2 separate regions of the Mus musculus genome follow, and region 2 is linked to region 1. A link is a contact called in public HiChIP or PLAC-seq data. All regions are on one chromosome and are shown on one strand. Each heading gives the region's core, a stretch centred on a gene start, on an enhancer-like site or on the middle of the called end of the contact. The rest is flanking DNA. Distances are from core to core; before and after follow the strand shown.

Region 1 (5,484 bases), core at 1,090-3,589:
CACTGTATCTACTTCTTTGGTTCTTTTACTTTGTTTCCTAGAAGGCAATCTCTGCATCTGCCTATCAGCCTCACCCCAACATCTGGCCCAGCAGCTTCCAGGGGCACTGAGATGGGGGCCAGCAGCCCCGTACCACCACAGCCACAGACAAACTGGTCTGACCACCACGCTTCCTGCCACGGTGAGCATATACCCCCTCACACCATGAGCTCAAATAAATTTGTCCTCCTTTCCAAAATAAATAAGGTGAAGAGACGGCTCAGTGGTTAAGAACACTCCTACAGAGAAGACCCAGATTTGGTTCCCAGCAACCACATGACTGGTAACTACAATTCCAAGGGACCCAAAACCCTCTTCTGACCTCTGCTGGCACCAGGTACACACCCAGTGCAAACATATACATGCAGACAAAATGCTTGTTAAACAAAAAAAGTGTCCCCTGGAGACTCAAGGGAAAACCATCTTTCAATGCTAAGTTTCCATCTGTCAGTGAGCCAGTTAGCCACGTCCCCTCACCTCTGATCCCCCAGCTTTACTGGGAGATGTTTCCTGATGAGGTTTGAGGATGGACCCACATGATTCCTGTGGGCCTGGCTGCAAACCCCTAACCCCCAATTCTATCCAGCCCCGGTCCTTGGGATGGCCTCTGCTTTCCCTGTTTCCCCTGGAAAACAGGCTGTGCATCTCAGCTTCCAGAGCGTCTTGCAGAGCTCTCCTGCCATCATACTGCAGATGGGGACCCTGGAATCCTCACAGTGGTAGCAGAACTCACTGGGCTCAAAGTTAAAATATCACTGATTCCACCCCCTAACTAGTTCAGTTGCCACCTCCTCGGACTCCAGCACCCTCGGGTGGGGGAGGGGGTAAGAGGGAAAGTCTTGAGTGGGATCACGGGGGTTCCCAGAACAGGTGTTCTCAGGCAGCGCTCCTCTCCCACATTAACCCTTCCCTCAGGAAGATCAGGGGTTAGCACTGGCTGCTGATCTTGCTGGGCATGGGTAGACTCCAGGTGTGCCAGCTGGCCCAGTATTTAAGTAGCCCTGGGGTCCAGGGTGGAAAGGGGGAGGATGACGGAGGGTGGAAGGGGCGGGAGAAAAATTCCAGACCTGGTGTGACCACCGATCGGTCTACACAGAGGTCCAGTCTAAGGAGTCCAACCTGAGGAGTGTGACAGTGGGCCTCATGCCATCCTCCTGGACCCAGCAGGTGCAGCCTCAGACACCCAGACCAACCACAGTCGCCAACAGAATAGTCCGGGAGCCTTGTGTTCTCCAATCTGTCACAAACTTTCTGGCCTTGCCTGTTTCTCCTGAGACTGGAAGAATGGGACAATCCAGGGGTGGACAGTCCATACTGAGCCGGAAAACTTGGGGCTAAGGAAGGACTCCCATGTACTAGGTTCCCAGATCCACCAGGTGGCCAGGAGAAGACTGGCTCGCTAACCTCTGCTCTATTCTAAGCTGCAGGCACCCGCGCTGGGCGAGGAACAAACACTGATGTCACATGGCTCCAGCCAGGGGAAACTCCAGAGACAACAGGGACCGGGCAGTCCCGGCTGGTGGAAAGGGGGAGGATGACGGAGGGTGGAAGGGGCGGGAGAAAAATTCCAGACCTGGTGTGACCACCGATCGGGCCACTTCCTTCGCTCGGGTCCTTATTCCGCATTTGCTCCAGTGGACACTGGTGCGCACCCACTTCAAGATACACTGGGCTAGTGTCAGTCTCCAAGGAGCGCGTGCGGCCACACACACAAACACACACCCCGAAGTACACCGTGTGCACGCAGCCCGCAGAACTCAGGACGCTCCCCAAAGAACACAGCCGCACGCACGCCACCGGGAGACGTAAACAAACCGCGCACACAAGGTGCTGGGCGCGGCTCCAGGGACTGTTCTCACCGAGTCACGTACGTGCACGCCCCGCCCCCGCCCCCGCCCCGGCTTCCTCCGGGGCCCGCGCACCGCCTCCCAGCCAGCCCCTCGGAGGCCCCTCCGGGAGCTGATGTTAAGGGGGCGCCGAAGGGGCAGGAGGACCACGCGCCGCCCAGGCAGGACCCGGAGCTCACACTTCTGGAGCTCGGTCCCCGTCCCTGACGCGTCCTTACCGCTCTCCGCCAGGCCCGGCGCTCAGTGCGTGCTTGTCGCGGCTGTCGCGGTGGCGGTCCTTGGCCGCTCTCGAGCCCCACTCCTCTCCGATCGGGACCGCAGTTCACTAGGAACCCGGCTCCGCGCAGCGCCGCTCCGAGTTTTGTTATGGGGCAGGCGGCGAAGGGGGCTGGAGCCGCGCGCAGTTGTAAGGCGAGCTTCCCGGAATTACTCACGCACAGGATTCCTTTCATTCATAAAAACCCAGTCATGCAGTGACGTCACCGCCCCAGCCGCCAGCAAGCCCCAGAGCGGCCGCCTGGAGCCGAGACCCCGCCCACGCCCGAGTGAGGCGCCGCCCCCAGTAGACCCCGCTGTAGGAGCCCACAGCCAGAGCCGCCACGGTTCTCCGTGCTGGGACTGTGTCCTCTGGATGCATTCACGTGACACCTCTGGAGAACGGCGTGGGTGGAGGTGTCATTTGCTTTGCTTTACAGTTCACTGTCTGGCCTCTTCTCTCGTCGATCTACATCCTTTGTCCGGATGACCTCATCCAGTCTCGTGGTTTTAAGTGCCTTCTCTGTACCTGTGAACCGTAGGTTTGTATTTCCGAAGCCACAGCAATTGCCTACCCCTGGTCTTCACGTGGTGTCGGCTCCATATCTTCAACCCTACCTCCACTCGCCCCAGGGACGCTTTCCCTGTGGGTCGATGTGCTTGCTTGTTACTAAACTCTGATGCCTAACGTTCAGACCCCACAACTTCCAAGGTGGAAGGAGACAATGACTCCAGAAAGCTGACCTCTGATCTCTACGTACTTAGAGCGGTGGAATGGGTCCATTCACACACAGACACATAACAAATAAGTGAATTTAAGGAAAACACAAGTTATAAGAAAAAGGTGTTCAAAAAATTTACCTCTGAACTCAAGTTCTCAATTCTAGAAAATACACAATCCTGTTCACCACCCTCCCCCACCCCCCACACACCCTTTTCCTACCTTCTAGAGAGCTGAGGCTGTGCCTGGCAAATAGTAGGTGCTCAACTAATGAAGAAATCCAGTAGACCTGTATGACAGTGAGGACCCCATGTGGCTAGATCCATCGCCCACATCCTCAGCCTAGGAGAACAGGGAGCCAGGCTTCTGCATCCACACCCTACTGCCCACAGAAGTCGATCTTTTGGTAATGGCCAAGCAATGTTGTGCAATGCTGCGTTTAGCAGTGGGGTTGGCCTTCTCACACTGTCTTTCCAGTGGCAGAGTCATGAGACGCCCCGCAAAAAATGGTATCCTGGGAGAAGAGGCTTCAGAGCTCAAGTGGCTGGAGGAGAGAATGATTTGGGATCTATCACATCTTTTTATCTTTCAGTGAGATCTTTGCCCATGTCACTGATCTTTCTGGTAAGAGGGACTGGTGGGTAGAATGAAGGTGAGAGAGCTGAGGCCTCCCTGTTGGCTGTCCTGCCAGACTGCACACTGTCACCCCCTCTACCAAACTCTGAGTCACAGGATGAAACAAGGCTACCAGACCCAGGACCCGTGAAACCTCGGAGTTCTTGCTCACTTGAGATGAAAGGGGAGACCGGTTGAGGGTGTCACTTCCATCCCCTCTGACAGCCTGCAGAGGAAGGCAGGTCAGTGTGGGCACTTGTCTGGACCCTGGCCTGCTCAGGTTACTCTTTGTTTGATAAGCTGCCTTCCTGAAAGACCTGGCCTGAGGCCACTCCCACTGCCTAAGTCTGGGACATCTTCAGCATTTAAACAGAGCAAGCCTGGAGTGTTCACACTGGTAGAAATTAAGAGACAAAAGCAGAGAAACCTGCCTTTTCTTTTCTCTTCCTTTCTTTTTTCTTCCTTCCCTCCTCCTCCTCCTCCTCCTCCTCCTCCTCCTCCTCCTCCTCCTCCTCCTCCTCCTCCTCCTCCTTCTTGTTTTGTTCCAAGAGAGCACAATGGCCCTAGAAAATGACCATAGAGCCACCCCACTGTAATAAGATATTGCAATAGGGACCATCAGCAGATATGTGTGTTTGACAAGAAGCAAGATATTCACATACTTGGAGCCAGCCAAGATGGCTCAGGAGGTAAAAGGCACTGTCACCCAAGGATGCAAGTTTGATAACAAGAGTTTAATCATCCAGAATCCATGTAATGTCAAAGGAGACTACTGACCCCACAGAGTTGCCTTCTGACCTCGACATGTCACATACAAACACACACATAAACATACATAATACATAATACATTCATACACACACATACACTTATACACACACATATACACTCACATACACAGACACATAAACATACATAATACATAATACATTCATACACACACATACACTTATACACATACACACACACATACACTCATACACAGACACATAAACACACAAGGAGAGAGAAGGAAGGAGGGGCAGGGAAGAAAGGAGCAGGATGAGAGAGGGAGAGAAAAATGATGGTGAATAAAGAATATGAATAAAAAAATAAAGAAGATAATGAATAAACCTTTTTTTTAATTAAAAAAAAAGGTATTTCTGGCTGGCGAGTTGGTTCAACAGTTAAGGGCACATATTACTCTTACAGAAGACCTGAGCTAGGTTCTCATCGCCCACATCATCTCCTGTAACCGCAGCTTCACAGGTATCTGACACCTCCCTGCAGCTGGCCACCTGTGCTCACATGTACATACCCACATGGACACACATATACACATAATCAAAGATATTAAAAAATAGCCTTAAAGGGAGAGTCTCATAATTTCAAGGTAATTTCTCACAAGAGAACTATTAACTATTATTTTTATGTTTTTATTTTATTTATTACTAGCGTGTGTGTGTGTGTGTGTGTGTGTGTGTATGAGAGACTAGGTCAGAAGGCCAACGTTCAGAAGTCAGTGCTCTCCTTCTACTGTGGGTTCCAGGAATCAAACTCTGGTCATCAGGCCGCCACAGCAAGCACTTTTCCAGATGGAGCTTTTTCGCTGGCTTGAAAGAGTTAATTATTAACTCTGGAAAGAACATAGTAACTCTACAATGGAGAAAATGGCAGACTCAGCCTTCCCTAAGTGATCCAAGCTAACACACCAGCAGTGGAACAAACAGATGGACTGGAGGACATGATAGCTCCTAGCAGACAGGACCATGGCCCCATCATGTAGCCCCGTTTCAATGGTTGTTCCGTGATGCTGTAGGAGACTGTTCATGATTTTAGGAAACACGACTGTACTTGGAAGGAAGGCTTTTTAAAAAAAATACACTTATTGTATTTTATGCATAAATGTTTGCTGTGTATGCTTATTTGCACCTCATGTAAACAGGGCCCTTAGACACTGTCTTAGTTAGGGTTTCTATTCCTGCACAAACATCATGACCAAGAAGCAAGTTGGGGAGGAAAGGATTT
Region 2 (5,484 bases), core at 1,297-3,796, 170 kb before region 1:
GAGCCGGGTGGTGGTGGCACACGCCTTTAATCCCAGCACTTGGGAGGCAGAGACAGGTGGATTTCTGAGTTCGAGGCCAGCCTGGTCTACAAAGTGAGTTCCAGGACAGCCAAGACTATACAGAGAAACCCTGTCTTGAAAAACCAAAAAAAAAAAAAAAAAAAAAAAAGGAGAAGAAGAATGCTGGCTTTGGGCTGGGCATGGAAGCACATACCTTAGGAGGCAGTGGTAGGCCTTTTGAGTTCAAGGCCAGCCAGGGCTACCCAGTGAAACCACATCTCAAAATTATAATTAACTAACTAATTAATCAATCAAAGTAAAGGTGCTGGCCGCCAGCTTTTAGCAGCCCTCCCTGCCTCTGCCTCCTCAGTGCTGAGGTTGCAAGTCTGTGCCACCACAGTGCCCAACTCCAAGGTCTGTCTGTCTGTCTGTCTTTTTTAAAAGAACCTATTGAGCTGGAGAAATGGCTCAGTAGTTAAGAACATTTACTACTCTTACAGAAGACTGCAGTTTGGTTCCCAGCACCCACACAGTGGCTCACAACTGCCAATAACTCCAATTTTGGGATATCTGATGCCCTCTTCTGATACCCACTGTCATGCACACAAGTGGTTCACAGACCACTCAGGTACAAACACATACACATAAAAGGAATGAATGAATAAATATAATATAATGCTATTTATTTTAGGTGGGTGTAGCAGTACCAACCTTTAATCCAAGTACCCAGTCAGGTTGATCTCTGTCAGCTCCAGGCCAGCCATGACCACATAGTAGTAACATATCTCAAAATACAAACAAAAATGTTGTGTGTGTGTAGTGCCTGCATGAATATATATGAAGCATATGTTCCCATATAAGAACCCATATAAGTGTCTGGAACAGGAGCTACAAACAGCTGTTAAGACATGATGTGGGTCCTCTGTAAGACCAACCAGCGCTCTTAACCCCTGAGCCATCTCTCCAGCCATGGTCTGTGGTGTTTCTTGGTCTACTCTTTATTTAGTCCTGTATCTGATTTAGAGTCTTGTTACTTTTAATGCTTTTTTTTAAGATTTATTTATTATTATATCTAAGTACACATAGCTGTCTTCAGACACACTAAAAGAGGGCGTCAGACCTCATTACGGATGGTTGTGAGCCACCATGTGGTTGCTGGGATTAGAACTCACAACCTTTGGAAGAGCAGTCAGTGCTCTTAACTGCTGAACCATCTCTCCAGCCCTTAATGTTATTTTTTTAAACAATTATTTATAAAATTTATTTCCTTACTTAGTATGTGTTTGTGGTATCTGTGTGTATGTGCACACCATGTATGAAGGTCAGGGGACAACTTTCATGGGATGGCTCCTTCCTTGTACCACATGGGCCAAATTCAGAAGCTCAAACTTAACAGCAAGTACCTTATGTCACTGAGCCATCTCAACAGCCAGATCTTCAGTATATTTGAGACAGCACCTCATGTGGCCCAGGCTGGCCTTGAACTCTCCGTGTAGCAAAACTGGTCTTGAAATCCTAATTTCCCTGCCATCTCTTTCTGCGTGCTGAGATCTCAGGCTTGTGCCGCTACAACCAGGGGTTTTATTAGTGAAAGAGCTTCGGCGTCCAGAGGGCTCCCTTGTGCCCTCATTCATCCAGCTCATACCTGGTGGCCATAAAGGTTCTCACAAGAAGGCAAGGATAGGGCTGGGCCTTTGTGCATTGGTGCAGTGCTTAATCCCATCACTCAGGATGCAGAGGCAAACCAGCCCAGGCAAAGGAGCCCAGTCTCAAAAAAAAAAAAAAAAAAAAAAAAAAAAAGGAGCAGGAGAGACTGGGGCGTGGCCCTGGGCAAGAACACTTGCTTAGCGTCACAGGTTCCATACCCTTGACTCCGGCTCCCCAGTGTTCCTGCTTCACCCCCTGCCTGGGCCCTGTACTCTTATGGCTCTCCTGCAGGTCAAGGAGATGGCTCCAAGGGCCAGGAACTTCCTTTATCTTCCTTCCTTGCCACGCCCACAATAGCTTCGGCCACACCTTGCCACGCCCACACTAGCCTCGGCCACACCTTGCCACGCCCAACGTTTCCAGTCCCAGTGCTGGTGTCTCTGAAGCCAAGGTCAACTGACCTCACTACTGCTCTCGAGAGCTGCTCACAGAACGTTCCCATCCTTAGCATCCCTCTCCTGGACTCTGTGACATCAGGCGGTTGTGCCTCCCCTTCTATGGCTCTACCTGTCTTTGTCCACAAATCACCCAGCTGCCTGCTGTTCTGTATCTCTGCCATCTCAGCCATCCCTGTGGCTGATGGCTTCTAACACGTGTGCACACACACACATGCACACACACAAACATACACACACTCCAGAGAGCCTCCAGATCCAAGGCTCCTCTTAGTTTTGGCCTGTATGTTCATTCATCTGTCCGCTCCATTTTTCAGGACAATCCCACAAGGCCCCAAAAGTCATCCAAGACAAACCTATCTCCGAATAGCCTTCTCCACCCCTTCTTGGTAAACAGCCCTTCATCCCTCTGCAAACTCATGGCCACCCTTGAGCCTCTCTCCCTCTCTCACACCCCTCCAGTCACCACGCCCCAGTATTCTTTAGCCTCTCTCTTCTCTACTCGGCTACTCTCAGATAGCCCAACAATTGCTGGCCAGCGGCCCCACCCCCACCCCCACTTTCCATTCTCCATCCAGAAACCCAAGGGCTATTTGAAAACAAAATTCTGCTTAAAGCTTTTATGTGACTTCCAAATGTCCTTAAAAGACCCAAAGCCTTGTCCCAGCTGCTGCCTGGGCCATCCTCCCTCCTGGCTCTTGCCACACCCCCTCCAGCCTAGCAATTTGTCTAGATTCTATTCCAAGTGAACACAGGGTCTGCATCCTGTGACCCCTGTAGTGACTCTGCCTTCCTGTGCCCACACTCCCTGTCTCACTCTTCTGGTTGTGACGGGCAGTCTTGGGATGGTTTTTTTGTTTTTGTCTTGTTTGTATGTTTTCGAGACAGGGTTTCTCTATGTAGCCCTGGCTATCCTGAAACTCTCTCTGTAGACCAGGCTGGCCTTGAACTCAAGAAGATCCACCTCCCTTTGCCTCCCAAGTGCTGGGATTAATGGAGCGTGCTACCACTACCCAGTCAGAGTGACATTTTTAATGATGGAGGAGACTCCTAAGGTCTCTCCCACTCTGAAGAACACTGGGCCCAGATACCGGCTGCAGGCGAGTGTGGGCCTCACATTCCTCACTAGTAGTCCTGTTTCCCCTCCCCCCCATCCCCCGCACATGTGATTGGAGCCATGTGACCAAGACCTAGGACCTGAGTAGAGCCTAGCAGGGAGACAGACGAGGCCATAAAGGAACTCCTATAGGGGGTGACACAGATGGGGAGGCGACCTAGACCAGGTGGGGCTGGCTGTGTTGCCCCTTCACCAAGCCCTTGCCAAAGAGGCACCTGCCCTATTAGGACAGTCTAGGCAGCAGCTTCATGGGGGATACCTGGCCACTATATCCTCCAGTCCTCTTAACCTTGTAGGCTCAGGGTTCTACCCATAGTGGCTCCACACATAAACACATAAACACTATCCCTACCAGAAGCCCAGGAGAAGAGAGACACCGTGAGTGAGTCCCTCTGACTGATAGGGAAACAGAAGCCCCAGGCTACACAACTCAGCAGGACAGTGGGACAGTGGCCAGTGTGTCTCTGGCATTTGGGGCTGGCACCAGCTGCCATTTTTCTTTCGCCTACAGCAACGCATACTGATTTGCTCCTCCTGTCGCTTTCTGCTGGTCTCTCAGTAGGTCAGCTCCCTAAGGCAGGGCATTGGGGTATCAGGGCACAGTGTCCCTCACAGGATGAGGGAGGAGGTAACAAGCACTCCCCCAATCCTACCCCGGACCTCTAAAGCAAAGTCACAGGCCCAGCAAGCAGAAGGGCCGTGAGAGACGATCTCTCAGGCAACTGACTACTACAAACCCCCGGTAACGTCTAATTCAGTCCAGAGCCACTGGATCCAAAATGTGTCTGATCCATACTCAACCAAGTCCCTCTCCTGATCAGCCTCCCAGGTGACATCTCAAAATGCTCTCAACCTCCATTTCCGGAGTCTCAAGAGACCTGCTGAGCCTCTGCCTCTGCTCCTACTTCTTCGATGGTTTCCTTCATCCTGGATCCCGAATGTGACCGGAAAAAGCCTTTCACCATTAGTCCATCCTACCTTCTGGATTCCTCTTCCTCCTGTGTCCTTCCCAGGACATGCCCTATGCCCTGTGGCTTCTACGTATTTGCACGGGTGTTCTCAACACCGTACCCTGTACCTTGAGCACATACCCTGCCCATCCTCTCTGTCCACGTAGCCCTCAGCTGCTCTCTGCCTCCCCAGCTCTGGTAGAGTCTGAGCTCACACTCAATTGCATGCCTGGGACAGGCAGGGAACGCTAGGAACGGAGATGGCTGAAAGACAATGGGCAGCTTCTTATTAACCCGGGGACTGAAATCATCAACCCAGCCTCCAGATATTTCCCATCCCAGCAAGGCCGCTAGACCTGTAGACAAATCGCGAGCCCCTCCAACGCCTTCCACTCAGAGCCAGCTCCACATCCCTGGGCCAGGCTGATATCACCAGCTGGCAGGAAAAGGCTCTCTCTGGGGAAATAAAAGGCAGGAGAGAATGAAGACTCGACGACTAAGGCGACTTCAAATATGGTCTCCTCCCAGGGGAAGGTCCCCCTCCACTCCTCGCCCAGCAGCCGTGATACTGCCAGCTGCCCAGTTAAGGATAGGGCGAGAAGCGTGAGGTAGGGCTCTTCATGGAGACAGAAGCCACGCTCCCTCATAATCTCCCGGATCCTCTGATGTCGAAAAACTTCGCTGAAGTTTTTGGAAGCGCGCGCGCCCGGCTTCCCTCTGAGCCTAAGTCCTCACCATGGTCCGGTCCCGCCCCGCCCCGGGCGCCGCTCACCGGCGCAGCTCTTGGACCTCCAGATCTTCACCAGGAGCAAGATCATAGCCAGGAGGTGGCTCAGGTCCCCGAGGATTCGGAACACGTTCATGGTCCCGCCCGCCGCTCCCGCGCCGTGTCGCGCAGAACTTCCCAGGGAACTTTCTGTTGCGCGGGGCGCTGCCACGTCCCCGTCCCTGCTCCTCGCGGTGCCCCAGGCCGGTGCCGCGCCTCCTTGCTGGCGCGCTCCCGCCGCGCGCACCCTTGGCCGCGCGGTGACGTGGCGGGGCGGCCAGGCGCGGGACAGGAGCCAGGAAGCAGCGCTTCTCACGTCCCCACGCCGACAGGCGGGGCAGCTTACACAGCCGCTGCTGGCCCAAGCCGAGCCCCTCCCTCTCTGGTCCTGCGTAGGCACCAAGTGTTCCTCTCATCCCCAGAAACCACAGTCAGGGCCTGGCACTCACTTCAAGTCCTGACTTTCATAGCTCTGTTGGGCCCTGGGTGGTGGAAGCAGGCTTTCAGCCGCGGAAGACCTCCCAGGTTGGAACTCCCGGGAAGTGGTGC

What was found. HiChIP or PLAC-seq counts read pairs in DNA pulled down with a chosen protein or histone mark.
Region 2: a contact with region 1 is called in an H3K27ac HiChIP or PLAC-seq map of extraembryonic endoderm stem cells. The contact joins the enhancer-like site here to the promoter of Maff in region 1. A contact is called at or near these places in 5 of 39 promoter capture datasets (the 3T3-L1 cell line, cranial neural crest, embryonic stem cells and 2 more), 9 of 115 datasets of contacts at active chromatin or transcription factors (CD8 T cells, the SCID.adh cell line, bone marrow-derived macrophages and 6 more) and 1 of 9 other capture datasets (adipose tissue).

Annotation. Positions count from the first base shown.
Region 1 is chr15:79,344,375-79,349,858 of GRCm38.p6, reverse strand. Maff (v-maf musculoaponeurotic fibrosarcoma oncogene family, protein F (avian)) reads right to left here and starts at 2,339. Exons shown (of 3, transcript NM_010755.4): 1 at 2,105-2,339.
Region 2 is chr15:79,516,098-79,521,581 of GRCm38.p6, reverse strand. It overlaps Kdelr3 (KDEL (Lys-Asp-Glu-Leu) endoplasmic reticulum protein retention receptor 3), which reads right to left and starts at 5,174. Exons shown (of 5, transcript NM_134090.2): 1 at 4,942-5,174. The coding sequence starts at 5,032. Within about 2 kb of position 2,546, at least 20 of the 459 cell types and tissues checked have an H3K27ac peak or open chromatin away from gene starts, as enhancers often do. A contact at or near this core is called in embryonic stem cells and extraembryonic endoderm stem cells, where this site is marked.